Regions from separate parts of the Gossypium hirsutum genome. Here region 2 is linked to region 1. A link is a contact called in public Hi-C data. All regions are on one chromosome and are shown on one strand. The core of a region is the stretch at or near the end of the contact, and the rest is flanking DNA. Distances in the headings are between cores, read along the strand shown. Region 1 overlaps LOC107896742 (ras-related protein RABC1). Region 2 overlaps LOC107896671 (SAL1 phosphatase).

Evidence for each region. Hi-C and Micro-C count contacts between places; a contact is called where the count stands out from the background.
Region 2: a Hi-C map of hypocotyl shows a contact between it and region 1, with 4 times the contacts expected there. The contact joins two enhancer-like sites. A contact is called at or near these places in 7 of 34 Hi-C or Micro-C datasets (hypocotyl and leaf).

Annotation. Positions count from the first base shown.
Region 1 is chrA10:92,044,028-92,051,537 of Gossypium_hirsutum_v2.1, reverse strand. LOC107896742 (ras-related protein RABC1) reads right to left here. Exons shown (of 7, transcript XM_016822007.2): 6 at 2,544-2,672; 7 at 1,704-2,098. The coding sequence ends at 1,991. Among protein-coding and RNA genes, the nearest start is that of LOC107896742, 16 kb to the right of the region's middle. Within about 2 kb of position 3,162, at least 3 of the 9 cell types and tissues checked have an H3K27ac peak or open chromatin away from gene starts, as enhancers often do. A contact at or near this core is called in hypocotyl, where this site is marked.
Region 2 is chrA10:92,399,778-92,407,287 of Gossypium_hirsutum_v2.1, reverse strand. LOC107896671 (SAL1 phosphatase) reads right to left here. Exons shown (of 8, transcript XM_041079023.1): 3 at 7,095-7,165; 4 at 6,441-6,643; 5 at 3,168-3,378; 6 at 2,821-2,913; 7 at 2,572-2,725; 8 at 1,947-2,270. The coding sequence ends at 2,104. LOC107896672 reads left to right here. Exons shown (of 7, transcript XM_016821898.2): 6 at 922-988; 7 at 1,069-1,365. The coding sequence ends at 1,123. Among protein-coding and RNA genes, the nearest start is that of LOC107896671, 7.2 kb to the right of the region's middle. Within about 2 kb of position 2,522, at least 3 of the 9 cell types and tissues checked have an H3K27ac peak or open chromatin away from gene starts, as enhancers often do. A contact at or near this core is called in hypocotyl, where this site is marked.

The DNA of each region.
Region 1 (7,510 bases), core at 1,913-4,412:
ATATAAAAATTCAATATGATAGAAACAAGGCTTAGTGGTATAAAAAGATTAATTCTAGAACGAATCAAGATATATTGTTATCAAGATTAATTTAAATCTTGAATTTGGATACTTATTTATCTAAATTCATTCTGAAATTATAAATATCATAAAAATTATTTTTTAAAAAAATTAAAAAATTTAAAATCATTAAAATTATTAAAAAGAACCATTAATTTTACAATCGAACAATAATCTTTATAAAAAATCATTTATTTCAATTTAAAAGCATTCATTTTTTTTTTGCTTCATTATTTCTTCATATTTAGGAGTTTTTTTAACTTATTATATAGCTATGTGTACTTAGATGCCATTAATTTATACTTACCTTCCATATTATTATATTTCAATTGAAAATGTTGCATCTTAATTTTGAATATATTTATATGAAAACTTAATTGATTTGAAATACCAAAGAACATGTTTGTTAGGTAATCTCTTTTGCACATGTGTTTTCGAAGGAAGAAATAAATAAACAATAGAATACACCAAACCTAATAACTCTTTTCGTTTGTTTGGTTTTGATTAACTCTTTAATGTCCAATTTATATGGAAAAGATGCAATATATGATTTTTCATTTTTTTATTCTTTATATTATTTTAATTAATTTTAATATTTCTATAAAATTTATTATTTTAATTATTTTTTAATACTTTTTTTGTAATTTTTAATGGTTTTATAATCTTTTTATGTTTTCTTTTATATAATTCTAGAATGAATTTGGACATATTGGTGTCCAGATTCAAATGAATCTGGATAAAAAATTGTTCAAGTTCACTCTGGACTTATTTTCTAAAAGAATTTTATTTTTTATTTTTTATTTTTTGCTGGCATGGATTGCCACGTCCATTACAGTAAACATTGCTCAAGGGATCTCACTCATCAAAATTGTCAATTCAAGAGTTCAATTGGGTGAAAAAAGTTGAGGGACTTAATTGAGTTTTTTTAAATTCTTTGAGGACCTTCTGTACTATTAAGCCTAAAAACAATTTATTAAAGAGTTTTACTTTAATAAACACTTCCAATGTTAATGGTAGTAAAAAAATAAATTTTTTAATAAAAAAGAAATCAAGATAAAATAATTGATTTATTGATTGTGATTTATAATTTAACAGACATTTTATAAACAAAAACCACCGGAAAATGAATAATTATGTTTATTAAAAATAATTTATTTTTAAAAAATGCAAAAAAAAAATAAAAAAATTAATGAATATTTAATTTCATAAAAATAAAGGGTTAAGAAATCTTATTTTAATAGACCTTAACGAGAATCACAATAGAAATAATTAATATTTTATTTTAATAAAGAAAAGTAAATAATTAATTTTTAAAAATATCAATGGGAAATTTGTCATTTACTTTTTACCATTTTGGAGCTGATACTTTTATATAGAAAAAATATTATACTATATCCTATTATAGATAATTAAACCAAACACTTTTGTCAGTTTTTTGTTCGACCAATTGAATCAATAAACCTAACCCGGTCTTGCATTCATCGAATAAAGGCAATCTTCTGGAGGGCAAAACAAGAATGAGGCAATTTTTTGAGCTAAACATGTTACACGACCAACCATGTGACAATATCAGCTTATGTGAGAACAGCATCAGTAATCCAACAGCGCCTACACGATTGAGTGGCTTAAAAAAAACAGGAATATTCACAGCGTAAATGATTATTTATAGTCTTTATTTTTTTGTAGTTGAATGACCAGAGTAGAACATCACCAATAACTGAATGGCCATTTAATCCTAAATCCAATTGTTCCAAGCCAGCCAAATTATCAAATACAACGTGGAATTCTACACAATATGACTTCGAGAAATAAACGGGATTAGCAACAATGCTATATACTACATAAAAATTGAGTTCCATATGAAATTGAAAAACCATACTGTAAATAATGGTCAGAAGTGGGTAAGAATCACCGCGCTTGAGATTTGGTATTAGCAACAGCCGCTTGCCGATGCATCGAGTTGTGGTGGCTTTTGTTTAAAGATGTTCTTTTTCCCACCTTTGGAACCCTCAGCCAAAAGGCTCGGAGTATCTAGGATCTGCATGATAATGTCATCTCATTAAAAATGTAAGTCTCATTCCTTAGCTGAGGAAACCTTTAACAAAAATATAAAAGGGCAATTGACTGCTGTAACATCTATTACATTCACAATTGCATAAAAAATGGTGGATTCACAAAAGCAATCACGAAGAGTCCAAAAAACCCTAAAACATCTGCTTAAACCAGGGAGGCAAATGACGCTGCTACTTCCACTACTGATATTTTTTTCAGAATTTACTGCCATAGTATCCATTATGTTCATAATTGCAATAGAAACAATGGACTGGTAACGGATTCATAAACGCAACTTCAATCACCGGTTTAAAATATTTTTGATATAATTTTACTAATAGCCCTCATGCTCACTAAAATTTATTGCTTGAACCAAAGCATTGTGGAGAAAGGCAGAAATATCAGAACAAAATAGCTGTTAAATTCAATACCTTCAGAACAAGCTCGTCGAAGCACTGCTGTACATTAACGCGTGTTTTAGCACTACATTCGATGAAAAGGCAACCATACTCTCTAGCAAAGTTTATTCCCTCTTTCTTTGTTACAACCCTCTCACTTTCCTGAAAAGCATTTGATGATGCAGGTATAAGGAAAATTCTCAACAAAGGAAAGGAAGATAAGAGAATTGAGAAGAAAGAAGAAAAATGAAAAAGGGAAACAGAGGGTAATAAATATTGGGGAAAGAACAAGTAGAGAGAGAACCAATTTTGATGACTCAAATTCATTATACCAAATTACAAAGGAACTGAAAAAATTAAGTACTTGTAAAGCACACTGTACATGTTAATGAAATATGTACCAAATAAAATCCTGAAATGGATCTACAAGTACCAAAAATAACAATTGAAACCATAAAAGTTTACAGATTTAATTAAACAAATATCGAAATAAGCATGTCCTTGTCCTGCATCCTGTAGAATACAGTTGACGATATTATTAGATAGTGCCTTTCAGATGAATAACGAGGTGTCACCACTGATATGTAATGTAACTATGTGGTTTGCATACAATCCAAACATGGAAACAAACCAGTGTAACTAGGGACGGAGAAAGTAAGGCACTTCATCATACAGTGAGGAAATCTTCATTACTTTCTTCCCTAACAAGCCCATGCCCATCCACATAACAAGAGCTTCAAATTGGATATTGACATGAAGATATGAACATATGAAACTCAAAATATAAGTTAAAATTTACTAGTTTGAAGATCCATGTCAAACATGTACTAATGTCCAACACTTGCCAGGCAACATATTCTAATAGCAAAAAGCATGGAAAAGTTTGAGAGCATCAAGTAAAAGATTTTTGTTTCCTAAAGATAAGAGCACATCAGCTAAATCAAAATAGCAGACCAGATTCAGTCATTCAGGATAAAGAATAACACACTCGTGAAGAAGCAATTATTGTTATATCAATTGCAAATTTTAGGGACCAAAAACCTGTTTTTCTTTTCCTTATAATTCTGGTGAAAATAGAAATACAAGTTTACCAAAAGGAAAAGCTATTATTTGCTTAACCAATTCCATAGAAGATGACTAAACAATTTTACCAAATCAAGCCTAATACAAGCAGTTCTACGTGTAGCATTTAATACATATATATATATATATATCATGCCAGATCCACAAATAGGTGTATGTAACTGTTGTGTGTTTTTCGCTTTCTGAAACCTGTTTCCCTTCAAATATTGCCTATTTGTTAAACAAGTATACATGTTACAGTCAAAATTTGCTCATAAAAAGGGAAATTATCAGACCATATTCACTCCATATTTTTCTAACCATCAAATACAATATGTTTGAAAATTGTGCATTTATGAGCTTCAGATTTTGCACCAAGGGGCGCATTTGATCTAGGAAAAGTAGGGTTGGCTTCAATAATATGATTCTCCCCTAACAAGATTACTTAACACATTAACAGTGATATTAGATGCTTACTTTTGGTTTAGCTGGTCAGAATGTCAGATTCCTGTTTATGTTTTCCTTAATGACATATATTTACTAATGCCCCTTAAAAAGAATAAAATCTGAATAAATGAAATTATTTCATTGTACAATAACACAGTACCAAATAAATTACCTAGTTAGTTACCCAATTTTTTAGACGATTCCATTTTGGTCACCCAAATAAAAATACAAGTAATTTGGTCACCGCCGTTACAAAAATTTTCCATTTTAGTCACCCAAAGGTTAAATTCCTAGCGGCGGCTAACTGTGCATGCCACATCATCATTTTAGATTTTTTTTTTACCCTCACCACTATTCATCATCTCCCCCTCCACACCACCTTGCTACCACCATTTTTTATCTTCCTTTGCTCACTGCTTCCACCATTTTTTTGCACATCACTTTGGAACCGGAAGCTAAGCAAGAATCTATCGAGATAGCTGATGGCAAGAACAGCAATGAGAGCAGAGAAGGAATAGTGAGCATTGACTTTTAACATCCATTTCACAAATTCACAGCGAGCCCCATCTAGATTCCCATTGCTTTGAAGGCTATAGTACAGTAGGTTCTGCTCTTGTTTTGAGAGTAAAGTGGAAAGTTCATCATCTTCCCAGGAAAAGTCTTGTTCTAACAAGTTGGGAAAAGGATTTTGATCTATTAATCTCATGATTGTAACAACTTCCTTCTTCTACTTCTACAAAGTAGTCTTGTCTGGGTTCTTCCTCCCAATTCTCTTCTAAACTATAAAGAGCATAAAAAACAAAAAGAAGAGTTCAAAGCCATTGTTCTCCACCAAAGAATAGCTTTTTCCTTTTGTTTTCTTTTTTAAAAATGTTTATGTTGGTTTCATTATAGAATAGAGAAGAAGATGAAGAAAGAGGGGCCAAAAGACAGAGCTTAAGGCATCTCTCTGTCTGAAAGACTAGAGGATTGGCAGGGGGGGCAAGTGAGCAGTGTAACCAAAAGGACGTGTTTTGTGGGTTTGCTCAGCTGAGCTGCAGGAAACAAAGGGTTAGTACTTAGAAAGCAGATAGTAGTTGAAATTTTCTTATGGATTTGTTTTTGTTTTTTCAATTATTGCGAGTCTATCAGACCCAGACCTGACTCATGGCATGGGCCATGTATTACATTTAATTAAGTTTATGTTCTTACTCTCATTGGATCTATAACTAGTTTTTTGTTTTTTTTTAATTAATTAATTTCTAGAAAAAAAATGGTGGAAGCAGTGAGCAAAGAAAGAAGAAAATGGAAGCAAGGGTGGCATGGAGGGGAAGATGATGAACAGTAGGGGGTTGAAAAAATGGTCAAAAATGATGATACAGCATGCACAGTAAGCTACCATTAGGTATTTAATGTTTGAGTGAATAAAATAAAAATGTTCTTCAACGACAGTGACTAAATTGCAAGTATTTTTATTTGGGTGACCAAAATGAAAGCACCTAAAAAGTTGGGTGACCAACTAGCCAGTTTACCCTATTTTTTAACCATGGAAGTGAAAACAGATGTCATCCAGCTACTTTCAGAAACCAAATAAAACCTCTATAATAGATGCATTGCGATAATCATTGCCGCTCATGAATTTAAAATAGCATGTATAACTCAAGACAACTCAAAACCCAGCAACAATACTGTATGTATAACAGTACCAATATTTCATGTAGTTTCTGTGCCCATACACGATGCCCTATCCTTGTAATCACATGGTGAGGCTTGTTTCCTTAAAATTTTATTTCAAATTATAGTAATGAAAATTTGAACTCTTATGCAACCAAGCAAAAGCAGCCACATGCAAATGAAAGAAGTCTCAATGCATTCTTTCACAACTAACCATGAAGTTTTTTCTTGCCCACAAACAAAATAAAATAATACAGCACAATCAAATCATGCCCTTTCAAACTTGATTGCAGCATACACCCATCCTAGCATATTAAACTTGTCTAACTATAACTTGAAAAATGTTCCACAAGTTGATCCCTGGTAGTAATAATAGTGGAAAAGATGTTGATGTTCAATGCAAGTTTATCAGCAAATTTTCCATAATTTCTGAACCCGGCCTCGGTGTCCTAATGCCCAACCACTCTCCAAGTTTTATACTCATTTGCTTAACAAAGAGCGCAAAATCCATTTTCATTCAACCTTTCAAATCCTATACATTCCCAAGGTTTAAAACTATAAAAACAATCAATTCCAAAATGTCAAAACAAAACATAAAGCAATAGCCATCTTTGGACTAGTTTTTCTGGCAAAGGAATGCTCTTGAAGAAGCTGAAAACAACCAAACAAGCAGCCTAGCTAAATCCTGATCGTGTTCTTCAGGTATTCATAATACATGGGTATGCTGATTCTTGTTAGAAGGTCCCAATCCCAATGAACAAACCAAGTTGTTATGCAAAGAATCAAAGAAAGGAAAAAGATTAAAGAGAGATGTATAAAAGACCTAACATCCTAACAACCCAATCAGAAACAAGAAAGGCCCCTACCAACAAAAGAAAGAACAAACAACACCCTAGGACTGAACCGAGAGACAACCAAATTCAAAGCCCCAAAACCTAACTAAATCGAACAAAGAAAGGCAACAAGCTGCAGCGATCATATCCAAAAACTGGAACACATAAAACAAAAAAAGCCACAAATATATCCAATGTCGAACACCCGATAGCCCAAAATCGACCATCAAAACATAAAATTACCAGGCATAAGATGTTTGATTACTTTTCAAACAACATTAGGAAGAAATACTAAAGGTGGAACAATGAAAAGGGCGAGTTGGAAAAAGGAGGAGGTTCCAAGGGAGTTTAGGAAGAAATACCCTAAAGCCTCAGCAACGGGTTCATTGACAGTGAAGGGACTCAAGGCATTGCAAACTTGCGCTAAGAGAGAGGAACAGTTATGCTTTGACTAGTAAGGATGAAATTGCGAGTGAATTAGGTTTGATGTGGGGTTAGATTATACTGGTATGGATTCACATCATTAAAGAGAAAAGAATGGATAAAATGGTCCTATATGTCACTATAGACTGATGGGGGTATGAGATACCCCCAATAGGACTGAACAATGTCACTACAGGTAATGGAATTATGGAACATTCCCAAATGTCAAATATGTGCTCGAAGCACTGTTACCTCAAAACGAAAACTCAGATTCCGAGCAGTAATATTAGACTATGCAGAACAATGGCTTCTCAATGTATGCCTATTCGCAAAGTGTAAAAGCACAAACAATTCCCACCCCTCATGATACGAGTCACAAAAGCCCAAATTCTTGAAGGCGAGGCCCAATAAGAAGATTCCAAGCCCAATCAAGAAATCCACCCATACTTAGTTGAAAATCAGGCCAAATTGTTAAAGTGGCCCAAGTTGTAAAGTTTTATTTTTATTTATTTATTTATTTATTTTATTTAGTTTAAATTTTTATATTCAGTCCAAGAGTCCCAAATAAAAGACCCTTGGCCG
Region 2 (7,510 bases), core at 1,273-3,772, 360 kb before region 1:
GATATATAAAATTAAAAAAATTAACTATAAATAAGATTTAAATAATTTAATATAATGATGTATAAAATAATCTAATTTTTTATATACCTTTTAAATAGTTAATATAAGTAAAGATTATTTTGATAATTTTCATTTCCAAAAGCAAAAGTCAAAAACTAAAAACACCTAAATCCCAGGTTTTGCGTTTGAGTGGAAAAGCACTTTTGACCACACTTTGGACTACTTTAGCAATGCTTTTAAGAAGCACTTCTGGGACAAAAAGCGTTTTTGACAAAAGCTCAAATTTTCTACTTCTGTGTTTGGCCAATTTTTGGTTTTTGAAAAGCACTTTTTCTCTCAAAAGCGTCTTGTTTAAGAATGCTTTTATCTCAAAAGCACTTTTTCTCCCAAAAGTGCTTCTTAGGCTAGCCTTTTGGACTCCAAAAACCAAGTGTTCTTTGTTGCTTCTACAATGGAAAAGCACTTTTAAGCTAAAAGTGCTTTCCCACTGCAATGGAGAACACACCCTTAAGTGCGATAGAACTCACGTCCTACTGGCTATTGCAATAGTAATGGTGTCAACTAAGCTAAGGCTCAATCCATTGATTTAGTTTGTTTTTGAAAATGTTGAGATTATATTCCAACTGAATCTGGACAGTACTTTCTTTATTGAAAGAAAGAGAAACTGGAATTGTAGTTTCTTGATTGTTCAAAGGGAGGAGGGGAGGGTGAGCATCTCTCACTTTCTTTCAGTTAGTGATCTTTTCTACTTTGCAAATCTGTTTTTGTCCTTTCTCAGTATCTGCACTAATAGTTTGGCTTTCTTAATTTTCTATTTCTGTTTTTCTATACCCCTAATTTGAGCTGTCATGGAATTGGTTTTTTAAGTAAGCGTTTTTGCCCCCTTCCTTCTTTTTTCTCTCTTTTCAAACTGGACACCAGGCAAACAGGCAGCTCAGAGTCCTGGCCCAACAAAAGTGACTAAACGTCCTGTACCTACACATCGCAGGTATTTATCATCATTCTTATTAAGATTCTTAATTCTGCTGAATCAGTTGATAGCAATGACTTAAAATTTGGTGTTGACAGGGCAAAAGCGAGGGGCATCATTTTGCAGGATAGTGAAAACGAAAAGGATAGCTAGAAGATAAGGCACTCTTGTCAAGTTTGGCATATCATACAGCAAATCTTACAATTTCACTAACGTTGGCATTTTCATTTACTATACGAAGGTAAATTTTTCACATTTATACAAAAGAATGAAGCTTTTAGTATTTTAGGATGTTTAGCGCATTGCTAGGCTCCTCCTGCTGTATCTCAGTTATGTTACCTTTAAATATTGTGCTCTTGAAAAACTTCTAGATACTTGGCCTCATTTCACGCTCAGGATTGTGCATATTAGTATATTTCTAACCTTCTATTGATTGTACTGGAAGACATGCATGTTTGACCCATAAAGATTTCTCACATAGGAAGTTTGTAAGTAGCAAAAGCAGTCAAGAACCCTTTTTTCTTTCAGGTGTGATTTTGGGCTACAAAGCAGGGTCAGTCCTCTTATTTTTGAAAACCTCACCTTTCCATGTTAGCAGTCTGTTTATTTCACAGAATAATTTTTGGAAAACCTTGCTTTGAGAGAGCCTTAATTGTAAAGAGATGAAAGGTCTTCTTTTTGAGTAACATAGCATGAGATTCTCTTTAGCTCAGCTTTATTAACGGGGCTTTGAGATGACGAAAATTGAAGCACTTCCATTTCCCGATTGGGATCACCTCCATTTCCCGATTGGGATCTTAAATAGGAAAGATTTTGGGACCAACTATGGCGATAATTTCCCATGGTTTTGATTTGCATTTACATTTTTTAGGACAGATTCTTGGACATCTCCGATCATGCCTAATTTTGATCTTAGCTGCAATCAAATGCAGCTTAAAATGCAATGCCAAAAAATAATGCAAATGACAAGCTTCCAAATTCAAATCTTTTGGATGTTACCTTTTAAAACTAAATTTGGAGTTTTAAATGTACTTGTACTTTACTTACATGCATTGGGGAGAAAATAGGAGATAAGGATAATGCACAAGGATTATGTGGGAAACAATAAGAGACTTAGAGTTAAGAGAGCAATTCTAAGGCTGAGGCTTAGATTTCTGGGCCAGGGAGGCTCTAACTGCATCGAAGAGTAATGGCATCAACTTCTGATTGGAAACAATTATGCCAGTATCTAGATCAAGATACTTTCCCTTGGAAAAATCCAATTGCTTTCCTGCAGCATCTGTCACCACTCCCCCAGCTTCTGCAGACCCCAACAGATTTCATCATAATTTGTCAAATAAGATATTTGCAATTTCTGCAACATCTGATTTCACTTAACTATTTCTGCAAATGGTATCATCATTCACTTCGTCTGTAAATGATACCAACATTCACTTTGAATTGGCTACTTATAATGATTAAAATATTCGAATTTGAATATGCAATATTCACATCAAATCCCTAGCATTAAGGGTAGGGCCCAATCCAATAGGGGTAAGATTAAACCAATGTAAGTAGTCACTAACCTAAAAACCTTCAGGTTTAAGAGAGATTGGTGTTACCGGTTACAACAATAGAGCCAGCAGCATGATCCCAAATTTTCTCTCGATACCCATTGCGAGGAAAACGCAGATATATGGCTCCATCTCCTCTGGAAAGAGCGCCGTACTTTACCTGGCTATCCATTCTAATTGGTGCTGCTTTGACCCCAAGTTTCTGTTTGAATCTCAGTACTTTCATTATATTCACTACATTAAAAAGAGAGAGAGAGAGAGAGAGAGAGAGAGAGAGAGAGAGAGAGAGGAGAGTACTTGGGCAATTAAACTGGATAGATCATGCATGGAATGTGCTGCTTCATATGACTCGAAGAATGATGCTTCTTCTGGATTTTCAACAGCACTTACCTGCACCTGAATCCCATAAATATATATAAGTTGCAACTATTTTACTCAGCAACCAAATTATAATCAGGGATCTAAATAGCTACTCCAACTCTATGTAGACTTTGTTGTCACTATTTTGTAGTTTCGGCTCTCTCTGCCATCATTTTGTTTTGTCAGTAGAAGTTGATTATGAGAGTATTCTTTAAATGTGATTAGATAAAAGATCTATTTAAAAGTCACAATTTAATCCCGAATTATAATAAATAATTTACGACCTTGACCGTGGAAGAACCGTCAAGCGGTTGCATATAAGTTCCTCGACCAACTTCAGCAAAGAAGAGACAACCAACTTCATTATTTGGAGAATGTGGATGAGCAAAACTGATGGAAGTTAATGGAAGATTTGGACAAGCCAGCACTCCCAAAACAACATTTCCTCTGTCTAGCAAAGCCAACGCCACTGCATATTGATCTCCCTTTACAAATCTACTCTCAAATTTCAAAAGCGATACTAATTCATCAAAGTGCCAGAGATCAGCTATTTCAGAAAAGGATAACGTATAATTTACCTAAATAATAAAAGTTCACAATCAAATACTCAAACTTCAATGCTATGGACTAACACTGTTAGTTAAAATGGTTAGTGGCATAAATTAGCCAATAAAATAATGACACAGACATTTTATTTTTTATTTTTGCTAAAATAATCTTAACTTTAAAATTGGGAATTTTTGTTTAAATTTTAGTTTTTTTTAACTAAAACTGCAAATTTTCCTAAGTTACATATTTTTTGTTAATTTTTTCCTTAAAAGTTTTCATTTTGAAATTAAGAAAAATGATAATTTGGAAACCAAAAGAATTTTTAAATAATAATAAAAAAAATACCTTCAAAGAAAAAAAAAGGAAAGGGGTCGAGGAGAAAGGACGGAAAGGGAGGAGGCGAGGGATAGTGTGGTTGGCCAACCCAAGGCAGCTTCTTGATCGGTTAAATTCGTTGTTGGCTGACCCTTCGCCAACAAAACCAACCTTTTTATTTGGACTTGACTAGGGGTGAGTAAAACTCGATTCGACTCGAAAAAATCGAAAAAAAATTCGAATTTTGAGTTAAACGAATCGAGTTATTCGAGTTATTCGAGTCAACTCGAATTTTTTTTCGAATTTCGAGTTCGAATCGAGTTGAGTTTTCGAATTCGAATAACTCGAATAATTCGAATATTAAACTATAGTATTTTACATTTTTACTCCAAACTCTTAAACCTTTTTACTTTTCCCTCAAAATTTTTACTCCTTTCTACTTTCCCCCCAAAACTTTTACTCCCCTTCTATCTCAACCCCCCCAATCTACCCAAAATCCATTTCCCACCAAAATTTTACTCTCCTATTTACTTTTTCTCAAAATTTTTTATTTTCCCCCATAATTTTTACTCCCTCCCACTTTCCTCCTCAAACTTTTACTTCCTTCCAATCCCACCTCCCATCTTCCCCAAATCCATCCCCCAATTTTTTTTAATATTTTTCCTCTAAAATTTTACTCCCTTCTATTTACTTTCCCTCAAACTTTTATCCCCCAAAACTTTTTATTTTCCCCCTAAATTTTTACTTCTCACCTTTTACTCTCAAATTAAAAAATCAAAATTATCCAAAAAAAATCACTAAACATAAATAGTAATAATTTTATTTATATCTACTATTTATATTATTAAATTAAATTTCACGTCTTATATTATTTATATTATTAAATTGTTTAGTCATATTGAATATTTATATTAAAATTAAATTATTAATTATGCCATTAAATATTCATGTTAAAATTTTATATTAGTATTCACATTTTATCTTTAGAATAACTTTTATTAAAAAATCATATTTTTACATTTAATATATTTTTTAATTCTAAAATACATAATAACAAGAATCTAAAGATAATTGAAAAAACTAAGCAAGCAAATAAGCTAACCCGTATATAAAAAATTAATAAATAAATTATGAGGTGATGAAAGTTAATAAAAATTTTGATTAATGTGGATAAATTTTATTATGATGGGTGACAGTGATTACAAGGACCCAAAATTATTTTTTAAAATTTAACTCGAACAAATAAATTCGATTCGATTCGATCGAACGCTCACCCCTAGACTTGACTGTGGCGTAATAGGAATTCAAAAGAAAAGAACGCATGTAATATGAATATATTTAATTTCTCTTAAAAATTGAACATATTTATTTATTTTTCTAAATTTTCACATGTTTTTTCAGGATATTTATAACAGTAATTTTTTTAGGTAAGTCGGAGCAACACGATAAACATAAATGATTATTATATTAACATAATAATAAATTTAACGCTCAATGTTCATATACATATTTTTTCAATTTGGTTATTAGTCTTTTTCTTTTTAGCTAAATTTCATTATTAACATTTGAAAAAAAATTTAGATTGCTTTTTTTAATGGAAATATGGACTAAAACATTAATTTGTTAATGATGTTAATATGCATGACACTCCACATGTATTTCATGCCGATATGATACTATTTTTACTTATATGTCACGTCAACAAATGATTTAAAATTAGAGAAATATTTTAAGAAATAAAAATTAAAATATCATAAAAAATAAAAATAAAACAAGTACATATAGATTGCTATGTGAATTGTCAAGTTTAAAATTTTAATATTTTAGTCAATATTTTTGTTTAAAAAGCAATAAATTAATTGCTTTTAAAAGGTTGATAGTCAAATTCGACTCTTTTTAAAAGGTTGAGAATTAATTTTAGCTCAAAAAAGAATGAGGGCCAAATTAACAAATGATATAAATGTTAAAAGCTAAATTTATTATTATGCCTTTTTATATTAAACATTAGCTTCTTTATGGGTTAAAGTATAATGGGAGGTCTCTGTACCATAGGGATGACATTAAATTAGTCCTATTATTAAATTGATCAATTTAATCCCTATACTATTAAAAAGAATCAAATAAGTTCAAATTTTAACATAGTTAACATTTATTTTAAAAATTCTTAAATTTTTTTTCAATTAGAGTTCGATTTCAAACAAAATATTTTATTTGCAAAACCATAAAAACTTTAAAAATATTAGCTTTGTTAAACAATAAATAATATTTTTCTAAACAATAAATGTTAACATTGTTCCAAGTTGGCCTTATTTGATTCTTTTTAATAGTACATAAACTAAATTGATCTATTTAATAGTAGAGAGACTAACTTGATCAAGTCCTTCTAATAGAGGGAATTCTTAGGTCACTCACCCCTATGTATGACTTGAAAAAAATCACTCATGTAAGATAGTATTAAGTAATGATGTTTGAACCAGACTAAATTGATCGGTCTAATCGGTTAGATCAGAAATCGATACGGACGGATTGAATTGGCTAAAAAATCGATTGGGTCAACAGTTGAACTGAATCTTTTGCTTTTTTAATTTTTTTAAAAATTTTTAATGACCATTTAATCGAACTAGTCGAATTGATGAGCTAATGAACTAACCAATCCAATACTAAAAAGATTGACATTAAGTTTTGGAGCTCACCCTTTAGTGCCATCTATAGGATCCAAAACCCAGTGTCGACCTTGGGAGCCACCTTCAGATTTGCCACTGTCAATGGCTTTAAGAATATCTTCTGAGGATAAACTAACACCGTATGATCCGTCACTAGTCAGAGATTCATTCACAAGTTTGGTAATTCTTTCTACTATTTCCCCACCACCATCCTTGCGAAGATCATTCGAATCCTAAACAAAATCCAAAACATCATTTAGAAGAAAGTAAAAAAAAAAGAAAAAAAAAGGATGGTTTAGGAATCTTCCTACGACTAAAGATAGGAATGGGAAAGTAGCAGAAATGTTACCAATTCACCATCACTCTATAGTTGGCATGCTTCCCTCTACTACTTACCTATTCCATTATAAAGGTGTAGTATTTTTGAAAACCAGTCACCTCCTCCATGAATGTATAAATCCATCCCACCTTAATACTTTCCCTTTTCAAAATACGTAAAAAGAACATTCTCCAAAGTTATGAAAATATATATTCTGTTGTTTCCAAACATTCATGAAGGTTCGAAAATTATCAGACTTTTGTGTATACCAGTCCATAAACACCTTTTAAGTAGAGACAGATAGGATAACCTCCAATTATCATTCCTACTTGCAACCATTTTTCAGAAAAAGAAGAGATTTTTACCTCCTCGGCAACTAATGAGAATTCACCGGGAAATTCCTGCTGCAGCACAAAACTAACCAGTGCTTGTGAGCCTGATGAAAGTTTTAAAATTTAATAACATATCTCAGTAAGATTTGCCAATCATGAAGGTTGGAAGATAATATAATGTAACTAGTAATTACACTCTAGATGTGCTCAATTAATATAATTAAGGGTTTGCCTTTGATTGAATTGAAAAGATTTTAAGTTAATCGAGTTGATGAGTCTTATTTTACGATTCTAACTTGATTTCAAATTTTTTCAAATTGAGTAGAGTGAAATGAATTTTGAGTCGAGTTGAATCGAATCAAGTGAAATTATTCCAGTTAAATTAAAATTTTAAATATGTCAAATTAAAATTTTGGTTGCAATATAATTAATTTCACCTTAGAGAATAT